Regions from separate parts of the Acanthopagrus latus genome. Here region 1 is linked to region 2. A link is a contact called in public Hi-C data. All regions are on one chromosome and are shown on one strand. The core of a region is the stretch at or near the end of the contact, and the rest is flanking DNA. Distances in the headings are between cores, read along the strand shown. Region 1 holds the start of lzic (protein LZIC). Region 2 holds the start of tmem201 (transmembrane protein 201).

The links. Hi-C and Micro-C count contacts between places; a contact is called where the count stands out from the background.
Region 1: a contact with region 2 is called in a Hi-C map of muscle, with 4 times the contacts expected there. The contact joins the promoter of lzic here to the promoter of tmem201 in region 2. A contact is called at or near these places in 2 of 4 Hi-C or Micro-C datasets (liver and muscle).

What each region holds. Positions count from the first base shown.
Region 1 is chr7:17,621,883-17,627,048 of fAcaLat1.1, forward strand. lzic (protein LZIC) reads right to left here and starts at 2,489. Exons shown (of 7, transcript XM_037103206.1): 1 at 2,349-2,489; 2 at 1,919-2,044; 3 at 1,193-1,328; 4 at 987-1,085; 5 at 766-861; 6 at 419-500; 7 at 1-324. The coding sequence starts at 2,019. The coding sequence ends at 269. nmnat1 (nicotinamide/nicotinic acid mononucleotide adenylyltransferase 1) reads left to right here and starts at 2,540. Exons shown (of 5, transcript XM_037103203.1): 1 at 2,540-2,673; 2 at 3,005-3,144; 3 at 3,831-4,014; 4 at 4,965-5,089. The coding sequence starts at 3,030. It overlaps LOC119022403 (a long non-coding RNA gene), which reads right to left. Exons shown (of 3, transcript XR_005075904.1): 3 at 4,027-4,253.
Region 2 is chr7:17,488,556-17,493,170 of fAcaLat1.1, forward strand. tmem201 (transmembrane protein 201) reads left to right here and starts at 2,897. Exons shown (of 11, transcript XM_037104892.1): 1 at 2,897-3,134; 2 at 3,696-3,816; 3 at 3,928-4,122; 4 at 4,214-4,393. The coding sequence starts at 3,025. foxl2l (forkhead domain-containing protein) reads left to right here and starts at 718. Exons shown (of 1, transcript XM_037104559.1): 1 at 718-2,279. The coding sequence starts at 889. The coding sequence ends at 1,659.

The DNA of each region.
Region 1 (5,166 bases), core at 1,239-3,738, 130 kb after region 2:
TCTTGAACTGCCCTGACTATCCTTCACATTCATGTACATATTTTCATATTTAACAAATAACATGCTCGTACCTATCAATACAATTTTACACCAAACTACACACATAAAAGACATTTACAAAAGTTGCCATGTATAAAACAATACTGTTAAAAAGTGTTAGCATCTACAGCAGCACCTACAAGTGCGTTGATTATTTACAAAATCAATTGGCACATTTCTTTCTTGATGATAACAAGGACAGAGATAAAATTAGCGTTTTGTAGATTCACTACACCTTGGTTTTCACACCAGAGCTAGCTAAGGCCAGAATTTTGTCTTCGGAGCCTGAAAGAGAAGGCAAAGCAAGATAAATACAAATGTTTATATGTTAACTTGTATGATCAAATGTTCAAGTCTTTATTCTCATCTTTATTCTCACCTAAGTTTGCAGTCACTTTTTCAAACTGGCTCAGAGTTGCTGTGGCATTTTCAGCGAGGAAAGTCTCATCCTCCGAAGTGAGCTGTCAGACCAGCCGGAAACAAATGATAGTGCACTGTTAATTCAAGCTTTGATCCGACAATTGTAATGCGATTTAATTGTTACAGCTCCGTCTGAAGTGAGATTTAGGCCTGCTGTAGCATCTGGACTGTCAGCCTAGTGACAGCTACATGACTAAAATAAGTCAGAGCTGCTTCAGGAGGATTTATGGGCACAAGCCTCTGAATCATCCATCTGTCGAGAAAAAAAACAAAAAAAAACACATCTCTGCAGCGAGCGTTCCTCACCTTCTCTCCAAGTTTTCTCAAGGCTGTGAGGATTTCCATTTTCTGCTGCGTGTACACATCCCGTGACAGTTTCCCCACCATGACGTCTCGGTCCATCTGCACAGAATGTCGCACACTAGTTAGATAATTTTCAGGCCATGCAACACACAGATACCAACACTGTGGAGTGACTAAGCAGCTGCATCAAATATATAATCTATGACTGTCTGTGTAGTGCAAACCTCTGCTAGTCTGGTCCTCAGCTGTCCTGGCTGCTTCTTAGCAAAAAGTCGGATCACCTCTGGGGTCTTGAACGCTTGGCTGATGGCAGCTTGGATCGCCTGAAGAAGACACACGCACATTGGAAAATTAGCAACATTTTGAAAATCATTGCTCACACTGGATTGATTCGCATGAACTGCATTATCCATCCAAAGATTGTCCGTACCAGCTGCATTCCACTGAGTTCATCTACAAGTGTCATGTCTCCCGTCATGATCTTGTTCAGGGAGTCATTGAATTCACTCAACTGTTCCAAGGTTTCCTTTTTTGTCTCCTCGTACTCCTCCTCATCCAGCTCTTCTCTGGAATAAACAAATAAAAGGATGAGAACCTGACAGGAAAATATATAGAAATTATTGGTGAACCGATTATCTGTCCTGGCCGATTATCAAGGCCATCATTCAGCATTTTCCCATTATCGTTATCTGTGATTTTCCTGTCAGACTGTCTGATGTGTGGCATCGTCTCACACATTGCTCTGCCCACAATAACATCTGATTGATTACACTTCACAACCAATAGCCTAGAAACACTCAAATGATGTAACTAGACACTAAACCTTCAAATAAATGTAGTGGAGAGGAGGTATAAAGTAGTAGAAAATTGAACCACTGAAGTAAAGTACCTTAAAATTGTACTAGGGTTTATTCAATCACTGATTGTTTGAAATCTTGACAGGTTTGAATTTTTACTGCAAATGAACATCGGTCTCAAATTGCATTTTTCAGTCTCCTTGATTTCTAACAATCAGTATTGGCCCTAATCAGTCGTCCCCTAATACAAATACTAACTGACATAGACTAGATCATCATCAAGCTAAAGCAGTCATGTTTACTGATTTGGTAAAGACCCTCTACATCACATGGATTTAATGCATTTCTCTACAGTGCACCTGCATTCCTCCAGATCCTGAAGCTGCTGCATCAGTCTGTCAAGCTGCTCCTCCATGTTTTGCCTCAACTTTCCAGTCTCTGATTTCCCGCGAGAAGCCATCCTTAGTTCAAGTCGTATATAACACCTATGAAGGACACAACACAGAATATACAATGACAAATATGCAGCAGTATGTTGTATGCCACGAATAACAAACGTCAACCTAGCATGCTATTTAGACAGCGTAGGGGTAGGATGGCGTTGTCTGAGCTGTCATTACAGCAACACTGTTCAACAGTGTTCAACAGGTAGCCAGACACCAAGTTTACTGAGAAACTATGGATTGAGCTGTTTACTGGAGGCTCACACAGCGTTATATGACTGAAAGTTGTTTAGTTAGCTAGCTAGCTAGCTTGCATGCTAAAAGAAAACATCTCACCAGGTCTCACTTTGTAAACAGTTTTAAACCAGTCGTCCGATAACTGAAATATTTGCACACGCTTGACGAGTGCACATGAGAATCTAATCTAAATCCTTAAATTGTGATTCGTTGAGAAATAACCACTTTTAAATATGGTTACAAAGTCTTCAGTGTTTCTTGAGGCGTTTACGGATTCGGGATTTGTGATTGTGAACGTAGCTCGAGACTGCGGGTGCGGCTGTCTGCTTCCTGGTCGATCTCCTGCCCAATCAGATTCCTTCATTTTAACGCGTCAGTACCGGAAGTCGGCGTATCATTCCATCCAGAGCACCTGACTGTCGCTGTGTCTCCTGGTAGTAAAACGAATATTTACGTTACTCTACGCCTCATTTGCAGCCTATCGTGACCGTGTTTTGTGTGTTTGAGCAACCTGCACGATCATTTCGGTGGCAAACTCGCGTTGCCTGGTTACAGAGAGAGCTAACGTTAGCTACTGTTCATGATGCAATGATGGCGCTAACGTTGGATTCAGCTAACTCTTCTTCGAGTTTCGATTAGTAACTAACACATAGTCAGTCGCTCTGGTGTAGCGGACAGAGCCTCCCCTCAGTGGCAGTGTTTTTACATGTTAGCCACAGCAACTAACTTCAGTCTTTGCTTTCCTCTCCATGTGTGCTGCTGTAGTGCTAACCTCGCCCCAGAATGAGGCATGGAGGATCACAATACAACCAAAGTGGTTCTTCTGTGCTGCGGGTCCTTCAACCCCATCACCAACATGCACCTGAGGATGTTTGAACTGGCCCGAGATCATCTAGAGGAAACAGGTGCAGTGAAATCGGAATAATACCCTGTTGCAGTGATGTTTCTGTTGTTTTGTTTTAAAGCACCATTATGTAGCAATTATTATCTTGTGAGAATTGACGCTCCCCACAGTTTCTGGGTGTGACAACCCTGTCGTGAATACAAATCCCAGGTCTGCAACAGTTAGCCAGGTAATATTGCAGGTGCTAACTACAAACAAAACTCATTATGTCATAACAATGTGATGTGTCGAAAACTTGTATGTTAAACGTGCATGCAAAGCTGTGATCCTGCCCTCTCACTGAAGTTGCATAGTGCAGAAATAATCATAATTCAGCCTGTTGCAAGACACTGTATCATCAAAATGATTCTGAAGCTGTTATTTTTAGGGGGAACATTGCATAATGTTGCTTTAAAGTGGTTGTTCACCTTGATTAGCAAAACATGGCTTAAATTTATTTCTGGTATCTCACCATGCACATACTTAAAGAAACAGAAATAGAACGATTGAGCAGCCATCTGTAAATGTGTAAACAGGGTCATTATTACCAGCAACAACAAAAAAAAATAAAAAAAATTAACCAATGATGTCAATGTTTTTGTTATTGAAAAATGAAAAAATAAGTTGTTAAAAAAACAAAAAAGGAAAAGCAATCTTTACACACAGTATCAGATTATTATTACTGAAACATAAATGTGTTATTCTAAGGCCAGTACAGGGTGGTGAGAGGCATCATCTCTCCGGTGGGTGATGCCTACAAGAAGAAAGGACTGATTGAGGCCTGCCACCGTCTGGAGATGGCTCGATTGGCCACAGAGTACTCAGACTGGATCACAGTAGATTCCTGGGAGAGCTTTCAGTCAGAGTGGCTGGAGACGGCAAAAGTTGTTCGGTAAGTTGACGGTTCTCATTTGTTGTGAGTGCCTGTGCCCCTGTTTTGCTACCTTGAAGCCAAGGAGTGTCTTTTGTGTTCAGCTGCTATGATAAGTTCAAGGAAATCTGCCAAGGAATCTAAGAGAATTCCTGTCAGCTCTGTATCAGATTTTCCCTGCTCGCTGTTTTCCGTTTTCCTCTAATTCTTCCCCAGTGGCTACACCTCAGGCAGCCCATTCATCCTCTCTCTTGACGTAACTGAAGACAGAAGAAATTACTGTTAAAGTAATGATTTACAAGCAGCCCCTCCAGCAGTTTAAGATCTGACGTGGTGCTTAAATGCACGTGACGATTGGTGCTGTTATGTTTGAACAGATGTTAACAAATGATTGTGTCCTACAGATGCCAGCGGAACTTTTGTGTCAACTATGCTGTTCATACAGCATTTGTACTTTGCACAAAGACTAAATACATTTTCCGACGGTAAATAAGTGACATATTGTGCAAAACGCAATCGCAAGAAAAGTTAGAGGGCTTTATTTTGTTTGATTCCTAAAGGACTAATCTGTAGCATCCAAAAGTGTGAAGAAGTGTTTTGGTTGGATACTGACTGATATTCTGCCACTATGACTAATGTTTCCTGTAAGGGAAACGGTGTGCAGTTGGGTGTCACACCCACTCAGGACTGCTTCACTGGATAGTAATATAGTATAATATGATAATACACGTGCAATATATTTTATATTCTAAATAGTATGTTATGTTTACACATTTTATTTATTTATTTTCATGCAAATACTTGCTGCTGTTTTATCCTGTTATATGCTGAGACAACTGCAAGAAAAAAAAATCCAATCTGCACTGTAAGGTGTAATTTGAATGACAAAAATGAAGAAAGTCTTATATGTAAAAAAAAAAAAAAAATCAGGTATTTGGATGCTGTGATAATAAATGTCTGTATCCGTTTAGGCATCATTATGAGGACCTTCTTGCAGCCGAGGAGAACAACGATGATGTGGACACTGTCAAGTACGCAAAAAAGAGACGTATAGAAGAGAATAACTTTGAGGGTTCATCTCAACACAAAAGGAAAGGTGGGTCACTAACGCATATGCTCAGAAACTTAAGTATTGTTTTCTCAGTCAACTCCTCCCTCTTCCAGTCCCTGATT
Region 2 (4,615 bases), core at 1,647-4,146:
CGACTTAATTGTTAATTTTGGTTGTCAGTTTTTCACCCCTTTAAGAGTCTCATTTGTAAGAAGAAAAAAAAAAATTTCCCCCCAAAAAACGTATGCTTTGGGTTCCACAACCCCAAATGAGACTCAGAAATCTACTTTACTTATAAATAGAAACTTTAAAGGGGATGTTAATTAATATTCTTTGATTGCAGGAAAAGCTTATGAAGTTTTTTGTTTAATTACATGTATTTCTCTGAATCTCAATGAACAAATTCAATTCAGCTTTGTATTTTGGGGGGATGAATTGGTCGATGACATCATTATCTTGCCTTTTTCTCTTTATAAAGATTGGATACTGCAGGTAAGACTGAGGTTTCTTGTCCAAAACAAAATGGGACAGACAAGAGACTTGGACTAATTGATTTCATCCACATGTCTGCCTGGAGATCACAAACATTTAAAAACTGTCAAGAATTAAATTGTCAAATCTCTAAACGCCAAATTGTCTGTTATCATTAATCGATTATTAAACTGCAAGTTGATCGTAACTGTCATTTTTTTTAACCAGTAAACGCTGTTAATAAGAGACAGCATGTGACCTCCGGGGGCAAATGTTGCAATAATGTTAAAAAGGCTCTGCGGGGTAGCCTTTGATGGATTCACTCCAAAGTGGGAATATTTGGATTAAAGTTACAACACGGTGCTTCGGCATAAACATGCCGCTCAGAAATCTCTCGCGGTGGCATCAACTGTGTGAGAAATCGGCGAGATGAAAGCAGGAGCTGGGTGCTGCGCGCTGCACCTGTGGGAGGAGTGTGTGCACCTGCGGACACTCACTGCGCTGCCTTGCTGAGCGGCACACTGCAACTACTTCTTCTTTTTGCTCCAGCACAAGCGGACACCTGAGCCATGGACGCAGAGGAGAAACCCCCCGCCGACCAGGGCGTGCAGCTCCTGGACATCAGCTCCAACTCGCCCCCACCTGAGCCCGAAGGTGCGCGGGACTCCGAGCAGCTGGAGAAGCCGCCGTACTCCTACGTGGCTCTCATCGCCATGGCCATCAAGGAGAGCCGGGACAAGAGGCTGACTCTGGCCGGGATTTACGACTTCATCGTCGAAAAGTTCCCGTACTTTGAGAGGAATAAAAAAGGCTGGCAAAACAGCATCAGACACAACCTTTCACTTAACGAATGTTTCCTGAAGGTGCCCAGGGAGAGCGGAGCGGACAGGAAGGGCAACTTCTGGATGCTGGACCCCGCGTTTGAGGACATGTTCGAGAAGGGGAACTACCGGCGGAGGAGGAGGGTGAGGAGGCCCTTCAGACCCGCGAGCGTGCCTTACCTGAGCGGGAGCCCCGCGGAGTACCCCGAGCATCTCTACCTGCAGCCCTACGTGAGCTCCTGGGGTCTGTCCCAGAGCGGATACCCGGCACCCCGCAGCATGTCCCCCAGCCCCCCGGTGAGCTCCTACTGCCCGCCACCCCACTTCCACCACACCGCCTACGCCGCTTACCACCGCCACCCGCCCGTGCTGGTCCCCCACAACGGGTGTCCCTACGGCGGAGTGACCCAGCCGATGAGCCCGGATGGAGGCACCGTCTCCGTGCCGTGCAGCTACCAGCAGTTCACCTCCTACGCGCGGCAGGCGGAGGCGCCGCTCCCTCACCGGTTCGACATGTGAGATTTTGGTTTGTTTGTGCCACTGACAGCCATCATTGACTCAAAGTTCACCTGTTTCATCATTTCAGTTCGGCTGTCATTCATGTGTCAGGTAAAGTTAATTATTTAGTAGTTTGATGAGTATTCAATGTCCTCGCTGTTTAAAAAAAACAAAACAAAAAAAACAACAACAAAAAAACGTTAAATGAGCTGGTTATGAATTTGTTTGTTTCTGAATTGGTTTCTGCTTCATATGGAGATTAATTATTGTCAGCGCTCTACATTATGCTTCAGAAATGTCACAGACCAAGTCTGAACTGCTGGAAGACGGCTAGTTTAAGTCTGAGGCTTAGTTGATGCCCCCTATGTTAAACAATTACTTAATTTAATTTTTTTTTTTTTTTTTTTTTACATTTGATTGTTTTAATATTTATATATAATTGCCAATATTGTTGGCAGGCATTTATGTTCGTATTTTTATGTTATTTATTTCTTTTCTCTGGTTTTATTCCTTTTTTTCGAGCTGCTATGCAATAGTTTGTGACAGTGAAGCACTGATCGGGTTTTCCGTGTTATTTGAATGTTTACCTGATGTGAAATACATCATGTTTGTTAAAAATAAAATGCTATTTTTTCATCAAATACTCTCATTATTGTTATTATTGTTTTTCTTGTTTTCTGTTTTTATCTCCATTTGCCATTTAGCCCAGTCCATTGTATTTTTTATTTCAACTCCAAATCACGGTAAAAGTTATCTCTTAACACTTTTGAATAGGGCAGGTTTAGCATTAAAGATCAAGCATTCTGTCTGACTTGAGGATATTAATGTCAGTCACGTCAGTGTTTTTGTCATGACATTAGATATCATTTCTGTTAAACCACATCGATAGGATGAAAATACATCTGTAACTAATGTCTCCGAGGGTAATTGCTATTGAAAATAATAATTTGATTGATTTTTTTAAAATCCCGTATCAGGATTTTAAAGCAAGCGAGAGAAAATATGACAGGAACGGTCCCCTGCCACGTTCCAACACTATCATACCCCCCCCCCCCCCCTTTCTACTACACTACGTGTTGCTTAGAAACAAACCAATGTGGTGGATATGTATTTAGAATAAATCAATGCACCCAAACATGATAAAAATATATATTTTATATGATACAGTTTAATAATGAGTGATTTTAGTGAACAGTAAAGTCGAAAAGAACGAATATAAAACATATTGGAACGAGTCCAAGCGATGACACGTATTCCGCTTCCGTTTCATGGGCGTTAACAAAAGGGGATCCTCTTGCCGCGTGCGCTCTCGCGCCGTGTTTAGCGGTACTGTTACACTACATTTCTCATGTTTTGCTGGTTTATTTACTGCTAGTTTCGGTGGAAATGGAGGCGTTTAATCAACTTCTGTTGGAGTATCCCGAGCTAATGTACAGCGGGGTCGGAGCTACAGCGGTCGTCGCCGGCGGAGCGCTGATATACAAGATTCTCACCAGGTAAGTTGCAGGTTTTGTACCGCGCGTATGTTTTCAGCTAGATCCACGTTAACTGTACTACAAGTTTGTCAACAGTGTTTGAAATTATCTCCGCGGGTTCATAAATGTGATTATCAAGAAGTAATTTTGCAAACGGTAAACGTACAAATACATTCCCTATGCTACAAAAGTCGTACCTTTGTACATGCTAGCACGACTGCTAACTTTGCTAGCCGTGGTGCTAAGTAACCTGATGGTAGTTGTGTGCCACTCGCGTTACGACGAATAGTTTTTGCAATGTTTATGCGCGTATTTTAACTGTTTGTTGTGTACCGTGTATAGGATTTATGACACATCACGGTATTGTAGTGTTTTGTGTCTACGCATCACTGAAATAACACCGCAAACTTCTCGCAGATTGACAAGGTTTAGCCTGTCCACTCAACTTAACTAACTCATTATCCACCTCAGCGACGCACATTGTGGGAAATATCTGCACGTCACAAATGCACCTTCGGGTTAATTAACAGTGTTTTGTTGCATCGTGTAAGAACTCCGCATTTATTTGTTTTTTTTATATAGGAAGAAGCCGACCCATGCAAACGTGAACTGCTGGTTCTGTAATCAGAACACAGTGGTGCCCTATGGGAACAGGAACTGCTGGGACTGTCCCAACTGTGACCAGTATAATGGCTTCCAGGAGGTGAGTTTCCAAGGTTGAAGTCTTTGCATATCTGTAAACTTTTTTCTTGATGTATGTGATGTAGGTTTTGAGCCTTTATAACAATCTTGTGTTGATCTGTCTTGTTTTCAGAATGGGGATTACAACAAACCCATCCCAGCTCAGTACATGGAGCACCTGAACCATGGAGTATCTGGTGGCCTTCCCTCATCTGAGACACCCAAGGCTCTGCAGTTTGTCAACTGTCAGATGCTGCTCTGCAGGAAGTGCAATACCAATCAGTCTGTAAAGATCAAGCAGTTGGCCTCATTTATCCCAAGGGACGATGTAAGTACTGTGCTCCTTTCTTCTCACTATGACGCCATCATCATCGCTATCATGATTGACAACACTAAATGTATCATTGCTTTTTCTGTAGGAGAACTACGATGAGGAAATTGAGGCTTACAAGCACCACCTTGAGCAGACCTACAAGTTATGCAGGCCATGTCAGACAGCTGTGGAGTACTACATCAAATATCAAAACAGGCAACTTCGAACAGTGCTCCTAAACCATCAGCTTCGACGCAGCCGGGAATCCGACAAGGGCTTTGTAAAGGTCAGTGCACTCCAAAGTCAAATTTACACGAAGCACAGAAAAGATTGTGGTATTCTTTTTGACAGTTTGAGAGTTCAAGTGAAAATGCACATCTGCACATCATCTTTACTTTCCCAATATATGTATTTTTGCCTTTTCTTAATATAATATGTCAGCATTATTTTTGTGCACCTTGTAGACTTTCATGTGTCATAAAAATATTAACGGTCTCAATTAAAAAAA